Regions from separate parts of the Arachis hypogaea genome. Here region 2 is linked to region 1. The links are chromatin contacts, called in public Hi-C maps. All regions are on one chromosome and are shown on one strand. The core of a region is the stretch at or near the end of the contact, and the rest is flanking DNA. Distances in the headings are between cores, read along the strand shown. Region 1 has its middle 9.0 kb from the start of LOC140182419. Region 2 holds the start of LOC112775969 (RNA-binding protein 2).

What was found. A called contact is a pair of places that touch in the nucleus more often than the background predicts.
Region 2: a contact with region 1 is called in a Hi-C map of an unstated tissue, with 5 times the contacts expected there. The contact joins the promoter of LOC112775969 here to the enhancer-like site in region 1. A contact is called at or near these places in 2 of 8 Hi-C or Micro-C datasets (leaf and an unstated tissue).

Annotation. Positions count from the first base shown.
Region 1 is chr19:151,112,835-151,120,183 of arahy.Tifrunner.gnm2.J5K5, reverse strand. No RefSeq gene overlaps it. Among protein-coding and RNA genes, the nearest start is that of LOC140182419, 9.0 kb to the right of the region's middle. Within about 2 kb of position 4,248, at least 3 of the 3 cell types and tissues checked have open chromatin away from gene starts, as enhancers often do.
Region 2 is chr19:151,217,568-151,224,916 of arahy.Tifrunner.gnm2.J5K5, reverse strand. LOC112775969 (RNA-binding protein 2) reads left to right here and starts at 3,285. Exons shown (of 7, transcript XM_025819901.3): 1 at 3,285-3,633; 2 at 4,711-4,841; 3 at 4,940-5,225; 4 at 5,342-5,403; 5 at 5,516-5,597; 6 at 6,262-6,361. The coding sequence starts at 3,555.

The sequences.
Region 1 (7,349 bases), core at 2,999-5,498:
AAATTGGGTTTAGGGTTTGATTTCTGGGTTTAGAATTATGGTTTTGATATCTGTTAGTTGATAAATTTGAATTCAGAGTTAAATTCTATTACTGTAAAATTTTATTTAGGGTTTGTATTTATAAAATTGGGACATCTACTGTGTTTATTTTGAACTGTTTTTTTAATATTTATTGATTCTATTTTTTCTTCCTTCAAACCTGTGGATATCCGCGGATATCCAAATATCCGGCGGGTACCAGGTCCCCATTACCCGTCACAGAGACGGGGCGGGGACGAAGAGTGTTTTTGGAGGCGGGGCCGGGGGGTGGGGGGCATGTCCCCTCCCCATTGGGTACCCGTTGCCATCCCTAGACACAAAAGACAATTGCTTCTTGATTAATACTATTATTCATAACTGAAATCAATAAATCACCGATAAAGTTAAAAACAACAGCAACAAAGCAGAATCAAAAATCAAATAATCATTTAACAAATAATCATTCATAACTAAAATCAAGAAATTAACACCACAGTGAAAAACGATAGCTCTCATAAACCCAATCAAAAACACCAATAGCACAATAGAATAAAAAATCAAATAAATCAGCAACAAAAATTAAAAACTAATAATAAATAATTACCCTAAACCCTGAAATCAATAAATCTATTAAGAAAAATTAAAAAACAGCAGACTCAGAAATAAGAAAAAGTACCAGCAGCATAACAAAGCTATTTTTATCAATAATTTCGACAACTCAAAACTCCTGTAATCTTATCAATGATTTCACATTGAGAAATCAGAAATTCAGAATAGAGCATAAAAGGAAAAACTCATGTGAGCACTGCTATTAATATTCGAGAGCAGTGGAGCGTGACTGAGACCAGGACGATGACGAGCGACGAGACGACAACGAATAGCTCGAATGGAGAAGCTGCGGGAGGATGGACGCTACGCAGAAATAAAACAGAGGGTTTAGATTTGGGACAAGGCGAAGAGGGAAGTCGCGGAAGCACCGACAACCACAGACAGCAGTGGTAAAACCGTTGAAGAAGTTAGGGTTTTGGTTTTGGGTTTGAAACTTTGAACTTTGAAGGAAGGACTTTTGGTTTTCTTTGCTAAGTGATGCATGAAGGAGAGGAGTTGGGGGAAAGGGGCGTGACTCGCGTGTATTTTTTTTTTTTTAAATCTATCAAAATGGTGTCATTTAGTAAGAATCAGCCGATTTTTAATTCGGTCCAATCGCTCAATTTTTGGCGGTTCAATAATTTTTTGTCGATTCTTCAATTGGCGATTTTAGATATAGAATTGGACTGTTGATATTGTCGGTTCTCGATTAAATCAATTCAACCGGTCGATTCAGTCTAGTTTTTAGAACCACGCTAAAAGCTGCTAATAATCTCGATAGATAGAATGTCATACTTACATCTCATTTTTTGGTTGGTGATGGGATTTAAGGGTGTAATAAAATGTCGCAATCTTATCATATGAAAATACAAATTACTTGTTCAAGTTTAATTTTTTCAAAAGTCACCCAGTCTTAGGTCCAGTTTGGATTAACAGTTTAATTAAGTTTCTTTTGAAAAAATAGCTTAAACAATAAATAATTATATTAAAAATAGTTTATATAAATAAGTTATTTTGTGTTTGGATTTTTAATTTTAAAAGAGCTTATTTTATAGAAATGTGATAAAAAGTAGTAATATTATGAGAAAAGTCATTTTTTTTAACTTCTTTATAAGTTTCTAAATAGCTTCTTAAAAAACTGCAATTCAATTTTAAAAATTACACCAGACATTAATATTACTACTTTTCATAAATAAAAAACTCAAAAAAATTACTTTTTAATATATGACAAGCAATGTTTGATGAAGAAATTTACAATGTCAAAATAGTATTTACACTTTCCACGAGGTTAATAAGACATAATAAAAATGATGAGTGCCAGCTAAATGAAAAAACTGAAAAAGTGAGAGCTTAATAATGAATTGAGTGAACAGATCTCCACATCTCATCAATAACTCAAACCAGCCATGTATATGTGTGATATTTGTCATATCCATTGTCTCATAATTCCTATACATGTCATAAATCATAATGCATAGTTTTATTTATTTAAATAATAGTTATACTATTCTACAACTTAGAGAGAGAGAGAGAGAGAGAGAGAAATAAAGCAGCCATTAGGAGACGAAACTTGATTAGCAACTTGCTATGGTAAGAATAATTATGGTGGTAAAATTGGAAACGAAATTATATAGTGGGAGATAGTATGGGGTCACCCTACTTTATCTAAGTGTCATGTGAATGTGATATATATAAAGAATATGAAAAGAAAAAGAAAGGACAACCCATAAGATGCTCAAATTAAGGACAAATGAAAATGAACAAATCTAAATTCCAAAGTGTATGTATCATACCAAGTTTTAAGCTTTTTATGAGGTCCACCAAGTTGTTTCATTTCTTTAAGCTTTCAACAAATCGTATGTTTATAACCAAAACTACAAGAAGATGGAGAAAAACTTAATCAACAAAGTGTTCCTTTATATATCTTAGTTATTTAATGCTCAATAAGGAATAATTAAACTTAAAACATTTTACTGTAAAATTATTCCTTAATGCAAGGTATTATCAAACTGATGAAATTAGATGAATCATTCGAGTAACTAACTAATTAATAACATAAAAATAATCTCCTAACATGTATCAATTTTGGAGAACGCAAATGCATTAGTTTTGGAGAAAATAGAAAATCCGACGTTCTTTAAAAATAATAGAAGTAACAAAAAAAAAATAGTAAACTTTGGATTTTTATTTTTTTATACTCTTATAAAAAAGTAATTAATAGATTAACATGTTAATTTTTTAAATTTGAACTATTTATATAAAATGTAACAAAAATGAAAAATACTAGGAAATAATATCTTTAGTATAAAAAAGAAAGAAAAAATTGACTAGTGTTAGCTAGTATTGATAAATGAAAAGAGCACTATACAACTATTTAGAAAGAAAAAAATATAGGAGACCAACTACAATATAAGTTAACTCAATCAATTTTTTTATTTTTAATTTTAAAATTTAAAACAATTAGGATAGTAGGATTTTTTTTTTTTTTTTGGTAATGAAACATACTTTTTAACTAGTTAGCTCTAAGTTAATTAGATCTCTAATTGGTTTCCTAGCTGGATGATTTAAAAGGTTAAGAAAGAAAATAATTGGAAAAAAAAAAAAAAAACTGGGACAGGTTGTTACTCTTAGAATGTATTTGGACAGGTTGAAAGCAAAATTGAAGTGATGCAGTCAATTTCACTTGGTTATGATATCAGTTTTCAACTTTATTATTTTGCACACGAGACTGGGTCCTGCAAATGAATTTGGACGTGTTTATGGTAACCATCACACAATGACGCCAATGGGTTATGAACTTATGAGTAGTGCCTATTGGTCAAAGTCAGCGTTTGTCCACACTTGACACTCCACAACACTCTCATTACATCACCTCAAAGTCTCAACACATGCTACACCAACAACTAATAATTTGTACAACTATTGCAAATACATGTATTTTGGAATAGGTATGTACTATAATGTATTTCTAAAACTACCCATTATCCAAACTACACATATTTACAATACTTCACACAATTAAATTTTCATGTAGCATTTGTGAAGTCTCAAACTATGGGATTGAGACTATTTATACTACTCTTTAATTATATCTGGATACTAGTATCGTGGTATAGATTAGGTTCGTTGTTTCTGAAACGATAAAAGGGCTATTTGAAAATTGGACTAGCATGTACAGTAGAAAATAAGAGCAGAGGGCATAGCTGGCTGGGTTCTTTGCAATGATCTGGAACATCTGGTTGGAACGAAATAACAGAATTTTCAAACATAAAGAAGCAGAGAACATACAAAGTAGGACGTTTTTGAGCTGTCAAAACCACTGATTCTTTTAGGTGTTGGCAATGCTGGGGATGCCAAGGAAATTGATAGGTTTTCTGGTTATTTTTGCTCCACTCTATTGTGTTAGCTTCCTTTGTTTCAAAAAAAAAAATTATATCTGGATACTAGTGTTTTTCAAAAAAACATTGTATTAGGATACTAGTATCCTTTTTTGGTATTTAGCCTACTAGTGTTATATAAATATAAGCCCATTTGTTGAAGTTACAGTTGGGCCTATGTTATATTATTATTCTCATATATAAAACTACTATGTTGGGTATCGGGTTCTTTGTCTTCAGATGCTAAGATGGGCCCTGCCTAAATTTTAGGCTAACCTAATATAACGTCCGATCGGTCTTGTTTGTTGATTGGGTATAACTGAGCTGGATACAGTAAACCGAAAACAAATTCAGCTGGTTTGACCCAAAAAAAAAAAAAAAAAAACCATTAGCAGGATACCGTTGGTCACCAAGAAAAAGGAAATTCATTAGGGTATGCATTAACTTATTAGCTAACGATAAACATTTAAATGAAGTTTCGATTCACCATAGATTAGCTTTTGAATTGTCGGGTTAAGAGATACCAGGTATATGTATGCGTAGAAATACTTTTGCACTATTAGGTAGCGTTTCGTAGAGAGATAGAGACGGAAAGACTGATACTGAGAGACGGAGATTTAGAGACAGAGACTGAAATAAATTTCAGTATTTTGTTTGGTGCAAAGTGGGAGACAGAAATTGAAACAAAAATGAAGTTTTAATTTAATTTGTACAAAGGGTAAAATTGGAATTAATTAATTGAAATGAGGGTATTTTAGGTATAAAATGTTATTAAAGTTTCAGTATCCATCTCTAAAAATTTCAGTCCCTTGTATCCCTATTTTTTGGAGGTACTGAAATACTGAAAAACTGAAATTTTGGGGACAGAGACAAAAATTTTAGTACCAGTCTCTGACCTAATAAACATGATACTGAGTCTCAGTCTCTGTCCTAGTACCTCAAAACAAATGCTACCTTAGAACTAAGGTTCTGAAAATCAAATCGATTATCGAACTGTTTCTGTTACTGATTCACTAGTTTAATGGTCTAATTGGTTTAACCGTGATTTAATCGAAAATTTTTTATAATAAAATATTCTATAAAATTACAAATAAAAGAAAAAAATATAGATACTTTTGTGATAATGATGAATGATGTGGATGACCATTTTCCATGATACTTAGTTTACCAAGAGTGATTGCATTTAATTATATTTGAAAAGTAAAGCTTCTTTGTGCTTATACATAGCAACATAATATGAAGCATATGTAACATAAATAGAAGCAATAAAATGTCATTCTCTCTACACTGCTAATAGTTTTACGCTTCTATATTTTATATTTATTCTACAACACGTTATCATCCTAAGACTCTGATCAAATTTTAAGAAGACTCAGGTAACAAATTTTCATTATGTCGAAACTCTCTCATCTTGAATTTAATACTCTTGATATATCTGGAAACAATTATTTATCATGGATACTAGATGCTAAAATCCATCTTGATTCAATGGATAAAGCCAAAGCCATGATTTTCCTTCGTCGTCAAGATGACGTATGATTGAAAAATGAATATCTCACATTAAAAGATGTTGTAGATCTGTGGAAAGACCTTGAAGAAAGGTATAATCATCAAAAGACGGTGATATTTCCTCAAGCCCGATATGCTAGAGAAAACTTTCTCGACCTTTCATGCCTCGAATGTGCTCCTGTAGCAGCAGTATCGAGAAAAAAGATTTAAAAATATTCTGAGCTAATTTCTTGCCTTCTTGTTGCTAAGCGCAACAATGAGTTACTCTTAAAAAATATGAAGCGCGACCAACTGGCGCCGCTCCATTTCCTGAAGCAAATGCGGCAAATCATAACCACAGAAGAGTTAAATGGCAAGATTTTGGTAGCAAGAAAAATTATGGAAGGAAAATGAATTATGTTCACAAGAAAGTATCTCACCAGAAGTGGGATAAAGAAAGAAACAATGGGCAAAATAAATCAATTGAGAATAAATATTTCCGTTGTGGTGGAAATGACCATTGGTCACGTACCTGTTGTACCCCAAGGCACCTAGTCGATCTTTATCAAGCATCTTTGAAAAAAGACGACAAAGAAAAGGAAACAAATTTTGTTTCAAATGATGCTGAAAATTCCACCACTCATTATGATGTATTTGATTTTTTTGAGGATTCTGAAGGAAATATTGGCTATTTGATCAATGATGGAATAGTTTAATATGTATAAGTGTTCATGTGACTAAATAATATAAGAAATTTCTTATTAAGATTTATACATTTGAATTTCAACATTACTGAATGTGCTAATAATAATAATAAAATTTTTAGTAAATACTATACTTCTTATAAAAATATTTTCAATCACGAAAATGATTTTACTGCGTAGATATTTCTACTCATTTTATTATTATTTGTCTTTGAAGAGAATGGCAAGGACATATAGTGAAGATATTTGCCTTGCGGATAGTGCGAGTTCACACACCATTTTCAAAAGTAATATATATTTTACCTATCTTGTGCCAAAAGAAGAATATGTTAATACTATTATTGGCTCGAACAATGTGATAGAAGGCTCCGGAAGAGCTATAATTTTGTTTTTTGGAGGAACAAAATTCATAATAAATAATGCACTATTATCTACGAAGTCTCTAAGAAACTTATTGAGTTTTAAAGATATTCGTAGAAATGGATATCATATTGAGACAATGAATGAGGGAAATCATGAGTACTTGTATATCACAACCAATGATTTAAATAAAAAAGTTATATTAGAAAAGTTACCCTCACTTTCATCTGGGTTGTATTAGACTAGAATTAGTGTAATTGAATCACATGCCATTGTAAACCAGAATTTTACTAGCCCAAATGAATTTATAATTTGGCATGGCCGATTGAGTCATCCGGGAACAACCATAATGCGGAGAATTATTGAAAACTCCCATGGACATTCACTAAAGAATCAGAAGATTCTTAAATCTAGTGAATTTTGTTGTGCTGCATGTTCTCAAGGGAAGCTAATTTTAAGGCTATCACCAGTAAAGATTGGATTTGAGTCCCCTGAATTCCTAGAAAGGATTCAAGGTGATATATGTGGACCTATTCATCCACCATGTGGATCTTTTAGATATTTTATGGTCTTAATAGACGCATCTTCGAGATGGTCACATGTGTGCTTATTGTCTTCTCGCAACCTGGTGTTTGCGAGATTACTGGCTCAGATTATTCGATTAAAAGTATAGTTTTCAGAGAATCCAATCAAAGCAATTCGCCTTGATAATGCTGGTGAATTTACTTCCCAAGCCTTTGATGCTTATTGTATGGCTAACGGAATAAGTGTTGAACATCCAATAACTTATGTTCACACACAAAATGGGTTAGCA
Region 2 (7,349 bases), core at 2,036-4,535, 110 kb before region 1:
ATTTCGTTGTTGTTATGAAATTGTCTTTTTATTATCTACTTATTATTCAAATTAATTTGGATACTTACTTTCTTTTTGTTAAATTATAAATTAGTTCTTCATATTTTTGGGTTCAATTTGTTCTTTTTGGTATTAAGTGAATTTTTTTTTTGTGATTAAAAATTTAAAACAACTAAGTAGAAAAAGAAAAAAGTTCTAAGGGACTAAGAAAGTGCAATGCTGCGAATGCAATTTTAAAGCCGTCTTTGTTATAATTTTTGCTACTATGTTTGTATCTCGCAAGATTAAGCAAAAATCAACGTGTCACTTTTAAGTCATGATATTTCTGACTTTAAGCACCAAAAGATCAACACACTCATCATTATCTTGAGAATTGTTAACAAAAATGAAAGCCTCCTGACAATTCGTTTCGTAAATCACATCTCTTTACCCCAAGTTTCAGACTAAAAGAAATTCTTTTCAGATAGCAAACAACTCTCATTGAAGAATATTGTAGCCCGTTATTGTTCCCAAATAGCCTTGTTGCTAATTTTCGTTCCTGTCTCTGTTAACACGGGCAAAACCAATTTGATCCCTAAAACCAGAGTAACTAGCATTACAATTTATTTTAAAAGTACCCATCATAAAAAGAATAGAAACTCGTTGCAATTTAAAGACATTTCGAAACTCCTTCTCGAAGGTTAAAACCATACGAGCCACTTTAAAAGGAGGCCAAAGCTCATGATGATTGAAAATTTCATTGTTTATAGCTCTCCAAATTCACCACAGACTAAAAAAGAATCTAAAAAAGTGTTGTTTGCTATAGGACAAGAATCAGTTCTTCAAATCCAGAGGATGAGTGGAAATTTCTAAAGTCTGCCAAACAAACTGAGTTTTCGGACAATTCCGAATACAGTAGAAAACTGTTTCCCAGCAAGTCAAGCAACTGGGGCAACTATCTATAGGTGAAAGGCCTCTCGCAGACAAAGCCAAGCCAATAATTTGATCCTTTCCAAAACAAACTGACGCCAAAGTCAAAGCCAATCCCCTCTTTCCTTCCATCCAAACATCTTTTTACAGAGCCATAAGTAGCCATTATGAGCATCATAAACCTTAGACGTCCCACTAGACCAAGCTTTGCCTACCACTGAATCCGCTTCCACATCCGAGTTGTAGGAGAGAATGCTTTCATGCAAAATCTTATGAAAATATAATAGACCTTCTCAAGGTGCCACTCTCCAATCGATCATAGATCTAAAATTTGGAGATCCGAATAAAAAATGTGAACATAATCCATCCCATTACATAGTTGCCCCTCTTCCCTCCATTTAGAGAACTAAAATTTTTAGTTCAAATCTCTAATGTACCAATTAAAATCATCCTTTAAAATATTCTAAATTTTACACAGACTTCTCCAAACATAAGATCTGTTATCCGTAAAGCAGCTGAAAGCGTCACAAAAAAATGGTATTTAGCTGGCAACAATTAAACTCAAAACTTGACCTATCGTGTTTAAGCATTTAAATTAGGTTAAATAATAGTTTTTATAATTTTATTTAAACTAAAGAATGACAAGTCATGTGTTAACTGAAATTTTTATATAAAAAAAACATATATAAATTGGATTTGGTGATTTTTTATCCTACTACTACAATAATTTTTGTTGTATTTGATAAGAAGGCTACATTATTTTTGTGTTATTCTATTTTTGTAGATTTATTTTTTTCATACAAATATAAAAAGCTGGGATGATTGATCAGCCTCCGAATTTTACCTAATTATTGAATAAAAAATTTATATTTAAAGCGAAGTTTAATAGTAGAGATAATAATGAATGAGGGCTATTATACATATCAATTTTTTTGGTATTCAAATTCATACAAGTTAGTCAAAACCCAACAAAAACGACCTTCAGTTTAGATTGCGTGTAAATACCCGCTTTTCTAACTCTTGAATAACATAAACAGTTATTTTTTCTCAAAAAAAACTGCAATAATGCTCAAAATTCAAATAAGGATCAAAATCTTTGAAAATCATCGCGAAAAGTCGAAAGAAGTTGCGAAGCTAAATTCAGAAAGAATTATGAGAAAATGAAATAAGAAGATGAAGAAGAAGAAGCAGCAGAAGATGAGGAGGAGGAGGAGGAAGAGGAAGAGTTTTAAATTATGCAGAACTTATCAGCATACATACATCGAAAATTTTTAAATAATACACTCAAATATCTTCGTGTTACATCCAAATTTGTTGCAAATACAAAAAAATGTTTCTTGTAATGCTGCATTTTTTTCCTTATTTCTTTCTTTCTTTTAGTTGAATGAATATAAGTTCATCATCTTTCAAGTAATTTTGCAGCATTATGTGTTTATTCTTCTTATTTGTTTGATTTTTTTTATTCTTGTTAAGAGAGTAAAACAAGAAGAAACTTGAGAAGGTAAAACAAAAAAGAAAAGATGAATAAGAAAAGAAGAAGAAGAAGTAGCAGAAGATAAAGGAGGAGAAAGATGAAGAGTTTTGAATTATGCAGAACTTATCAGCACACACATACACCGAAAATTCTTAGACAATACACTCAAATATTTTCGTGTTACACCTAAATTTGCTGCAAATACAGAAAAATATTTCCTCTAATGTTGCATATTTTTTTCTCTTCTTTTTTTTTCTCGTTTAGTTGAATGAATTTAAGTTCATCATCTTCCAAGCAATTTTGTACCATTATGTGTTTCTTCTTTTTCTTTGTTTGATATTTTTTGTTTTTATTCTTATTAAGAGAGTAAAACAAGAAGACACTTGAGAAGATAAAACAAGAAAAAAAAAGACGAATAAGAAAAAAAAAAGATGATGAAGATAATGATGATGATGAAAAAGAAAAAGAATAAGTAGCAGAATATGAGGAGGAGGCAGAACAAAAACGTAGAGAATGAACGAAAAGAAAATGCAGAGAACACAGAGATAGAAAAGAACGTAGATCGTAAATGTTGAGAAAATTTGAAAATGAAAACGAAATTCTTTCGAAAAAGACAGTTATGTATTTGTGCGTTGATTAAAAAGTTAGTTAAATTAAGAGGAGCGTGAGGTGAATTAGGGTAAAATAATTTGTATAGACTTGTATAAAAAAATGACTTGTATGTGAAGAATGGTTGATAATGAATACTTATTTTACTTCGAAAAAATATAAAATGATAATTACTTACTAGTCTCAAATTAAACTTTGATTTTGATAACGATTTTAAAATTTTTTTAAGATAATAATTACTTTGTGTATTTTTTTTAAATATTTAAAAATATAAATACAAAATCTGTGCACTAGTTTGTTTAAATTTACAAAAGAGTATGGAATTAACAGTTTTTCTCTCAATTTCCCAACGGTGGCCTTGTTTAATTGTTTTTTTTTTTCTATTATTATTTTTTCCATCTTTCAGAGACTACCAAATGGGATCAGGACCGGTCGATTATTAGGGTATGAAAATTTGATTTCATTGCGAATTAGGGTTTGTGATTGACACCTCGTTCTTTGTCTTCGCTCCATCCAACCCCTGAAATCCATCAACTTTTGCTATTTGTCTCGATCTCTCGCCATGGCGGATGGCTTCTGGAATCGGCAGCAGGCGCTTCCTCCTTCTTCCGCTATGTTCAAACGACCTCGTACTGATTTCGGTTCGTTCTTATCCCTCCTCCCCCGCCCAAATCCCCATTTTTCTTCAATGATGTTTACTTTTCCCGTTAAATGTCACGCATCGTCGCTGAAAATTCGTTTTCAATTGTTCAGATGGCAAAAGTTGAAATTTTTTATTTGGAAATTTCTTTTCTTGTTCTTGGATTACTAAGTAGTACAATTAGATTGATCTGTGATAGCGATTTTGTGCTCCAAGGAGCTGAAATTTTGTTGAGGTTGTGGTTATCTGAATTGTGTAACTTAGGGCACGGGGGATGTGTTGTGAATTGTGAAAAGAGTAAGTGTTTCTGTGAGCTTTACACGGAGGATAGTTTTTATTTGCAAATTGAGAAGGGGTTTCATGATGATATCTCCTTTTAAGCAATAATTCTTGGATTCTTGGTAATGCCTTAATGGTAATCAAATTGGTGGGCGACTTTGTTGGTAAGTGATGTATCAATAGATTATAGCGCCTGCATATCTATATCCTGCCTAGTATGTTTTCCTTCGATAGGAATTTGAGTTACTATTGTTTTAGAAAGTTTAATAGGTGAATATAATCATACTAATCATTTCTCGCTTTTGTGCATGGTGAATTGGTAAAATATTAGTTTTTGGGCTTTCAATATTAGGATTTGATGTAAGAACACAAAGGATCCTGTGGAGTTTTGAGTGTCAATTCTGAAAACAGATGAGCTATTCTAAAATGAACAAGTTGGACAGACTAAGAATATAGAGTTGCTGCCTGTTGTATAGTTGGTTGTTCCAGTAGTAAGTTTGAAACTCCGGAAGGTGGAAGGTGCATCTTGTAGCATGGACGTCTTATTTTTTAAGAGTATTTTGCATTGTAATTGTGGGGCGTATGTGCCATTTAGTTTGTGAGTCATGTAGCATCCAGCATAATTTTTAGTTAGATGTGGTATTTCAGTGTTGTCGGTGATTATCATAGTAGAAAAAGCTATGGTGTATGATATTGTAAATAGATGGAAGTGGTTTTTGTTAGAGACAGAGTGTGTGCTTCAGCTTTAGTTCTTTTTGCTAGTGAATAAATTGTAAGAATAGATTTTGTTTTGATGCAGAAATGTCAGCTTCTGGTCTGACTTCGGGTAATGAGATGCATAATTATATCGCTCGAGATGATGACCGCCGAATGATAAAGGACACAAAAACGCTTGGATCTGCTTATGACCGCTACCTTCAGAGTGGAGGGGTAACATCTGAACCCCTTTTATTTACATGATGCTTTTGTGCCTGCATGCACCTCCGTTGCTAGTTGTTGAAAATATGTCATGTTTTACTTTGAAGCAGCTTACATCTTTTAATTCTGGTGGAGAAGCTAGTACAATTGGCAATGTTGGATTAGGAAGGAGTGTTGGTGGGTTGCCAGGTCCTTCGCTAGCTGATTCTGCTGTCATGGGGCGTCCTGGGGGTGGTCCTCCTGATATTGCACGAAATGGACGGAATGTCAGTTATGGTGGTCAGTTAGATGCAGTTTCCAGGCCAGGACCTGAGACAGTACCGCTACCACCAGATGCTTCAAGTACTTTATATGTTGAAGGTCTTCCGTCTGACAGCACGAGAAGGGAAGTGGCTCGTATCCTTTTGTTGTTGATTTTGATTTACCAGATATGTTTATATTTTATTTTCTCATACCTTCATCTCTCTCTCTCTCTCTCGCAAGTTATTCAAATTCCTTAATGTCATCTTTAGATATTTTCCGCCCTTTTGTTGGATATAGAGAAGTGAGACTTGTGAGCAAAGAATCCAAACGTGTAAGTGTACTCTGTAACTTGTCATGCTTTTCCTGGCTTGGTTTGTCACTATTCTGGTAGCTTTTTGAAAGTTCAATTATGTTCTTCATGATGAAACTCCTGGTCATTGCAGCGTGGTGGAGATCCTTTAATCCTTTGTTTTGTGGATTTTGCAAACCCAGCTTGTGCAGCTACTGCTTTGAGTGCCTTGCAAGGTATCATTTTGTTTCCTGCTGTTATAGGAGATTAATTTTCATGTTCTAATTATATAATATTCGATTATTCGGCCTTCTATGTTAATATTAAGTAGTAATAAGTTTTAAATACCCTATAATTTTGAATCAAAAAATTAATTTAGTTATACTGAAATTCGATAAACAACTGCAGAAATATGATATGCTTATTTGACTAAGGAAATTTCTCGATGTTCTATTGAACTATAAGGATATCATCGTAAAAGTTGTAAATTATTGTTACAGTGGATATCATTACTTCAGATTTTAAGGTTCATTCAAACTATACTGTACAATAAATAAGTTCCAACTTCCATGATTTCTTAGAATGAGCAGACCAAGCTACCATCCTGCTCACTAATGACTACACCATCGTGATTGGAATGTAATCCTGTTCTTTAATGCTATGGCTTTAACATGGCACCACGAATCCCCGATCATCAAATATCGTGAAACTTTTTTTAATTAGTCCAAACCCCAAAATTCTATTCATTTTAGTGTAGTAGGTCATGTGCGTGGTCAGCAGCAGGTACTGGTACTTGCCATATTCGTTAGTACTTTAGTCATTCAAAGCTCGTAGATTTGGATATAATTGGTCAATGCTTTCTTCACAAAATTATGCTGACCCTGTGGTTGGATGGCACAGGTTATAAAGTGGATGAGCTCAATCCTGAGTCCAGTCACTTGCGGCTCCAGTTTTCACGGTTCCCCGGCCCTAGATCTGGAGTTGGACCTCGCAGCAAGAGGTGAGCTGGTTCACCTAAGGCATTTAGTTTTTTATGCTCATCATATTGTCCATGTCCTTTGTACATCATCTTCGCGCGGGTGCGAGAGTGTTCGTTAAATGCTTGATGCGTGCGAGTTTGGTTTAGTGTCACCCTCGTGGCTACAATCGCGACTAGAGTCCTTGACATGCGCATAGTATTATTAGAAAGGCCGAGTAATGAAACTCCCAATTACATTTGAGCAAATCTAACAAACAGATTTTGGGGTGGTCGTAGCCAAATACCGGTGTTGTATAAATATTGTTAAGTTTAATCTGAAACAGGATTTCTTGTTAATCGTAGCATTTGCTTTGAGATGTCCAAATAAAAAAGTTTGTTTCTGATTGGCAAATAATGTGTCTATATCCTTGGTATGAATTCTTTGGGAGTGTTCGGTTCTTGTTTTTGTTTGAGTAAATAACTATTTTTGACCATAGAAGATTTAAATAAATTCAGTAACCATCAAAATTTACCTCTGATTGACAAAACTAATAAAATGTTAACTATTAAAAAATTTCGCAAATATCCTTTTTCCTTTCTTCTTTCCTTATTACCTCTTTCTCTACAGAAATTCTCCCAACAATAACCTTTCTTCACATTCTCCTTACTCTTGCTCCTCCATCTTTAAACCCAAACTCTACCATCTCTACTGCCTTCTACCTTCTCTTCTCCATAACCAATTGTCCTACCAGTACGGTACCGAAACCACCTCCACAACCATCAAGAACCCGCTAAAATTTCAAACCTTGAAAATCAATAAGAACATCACCATGGTAGCTTCCTCGGTGATATCATAAGTACCCAACCATAACCAACCACATGCGCTGTAGAGGGTTTTGATGAGAGAATCGATCGGTATGTCCTAGAGTCGGAGGGTCTTGTCATCGGAGGCGGAGACCAAGAAGGGAGAGTCTGAGAAGGACAGATATGACCTGCTCAGGGCCCTCCTACTCTATCAGATTGCAGTGTC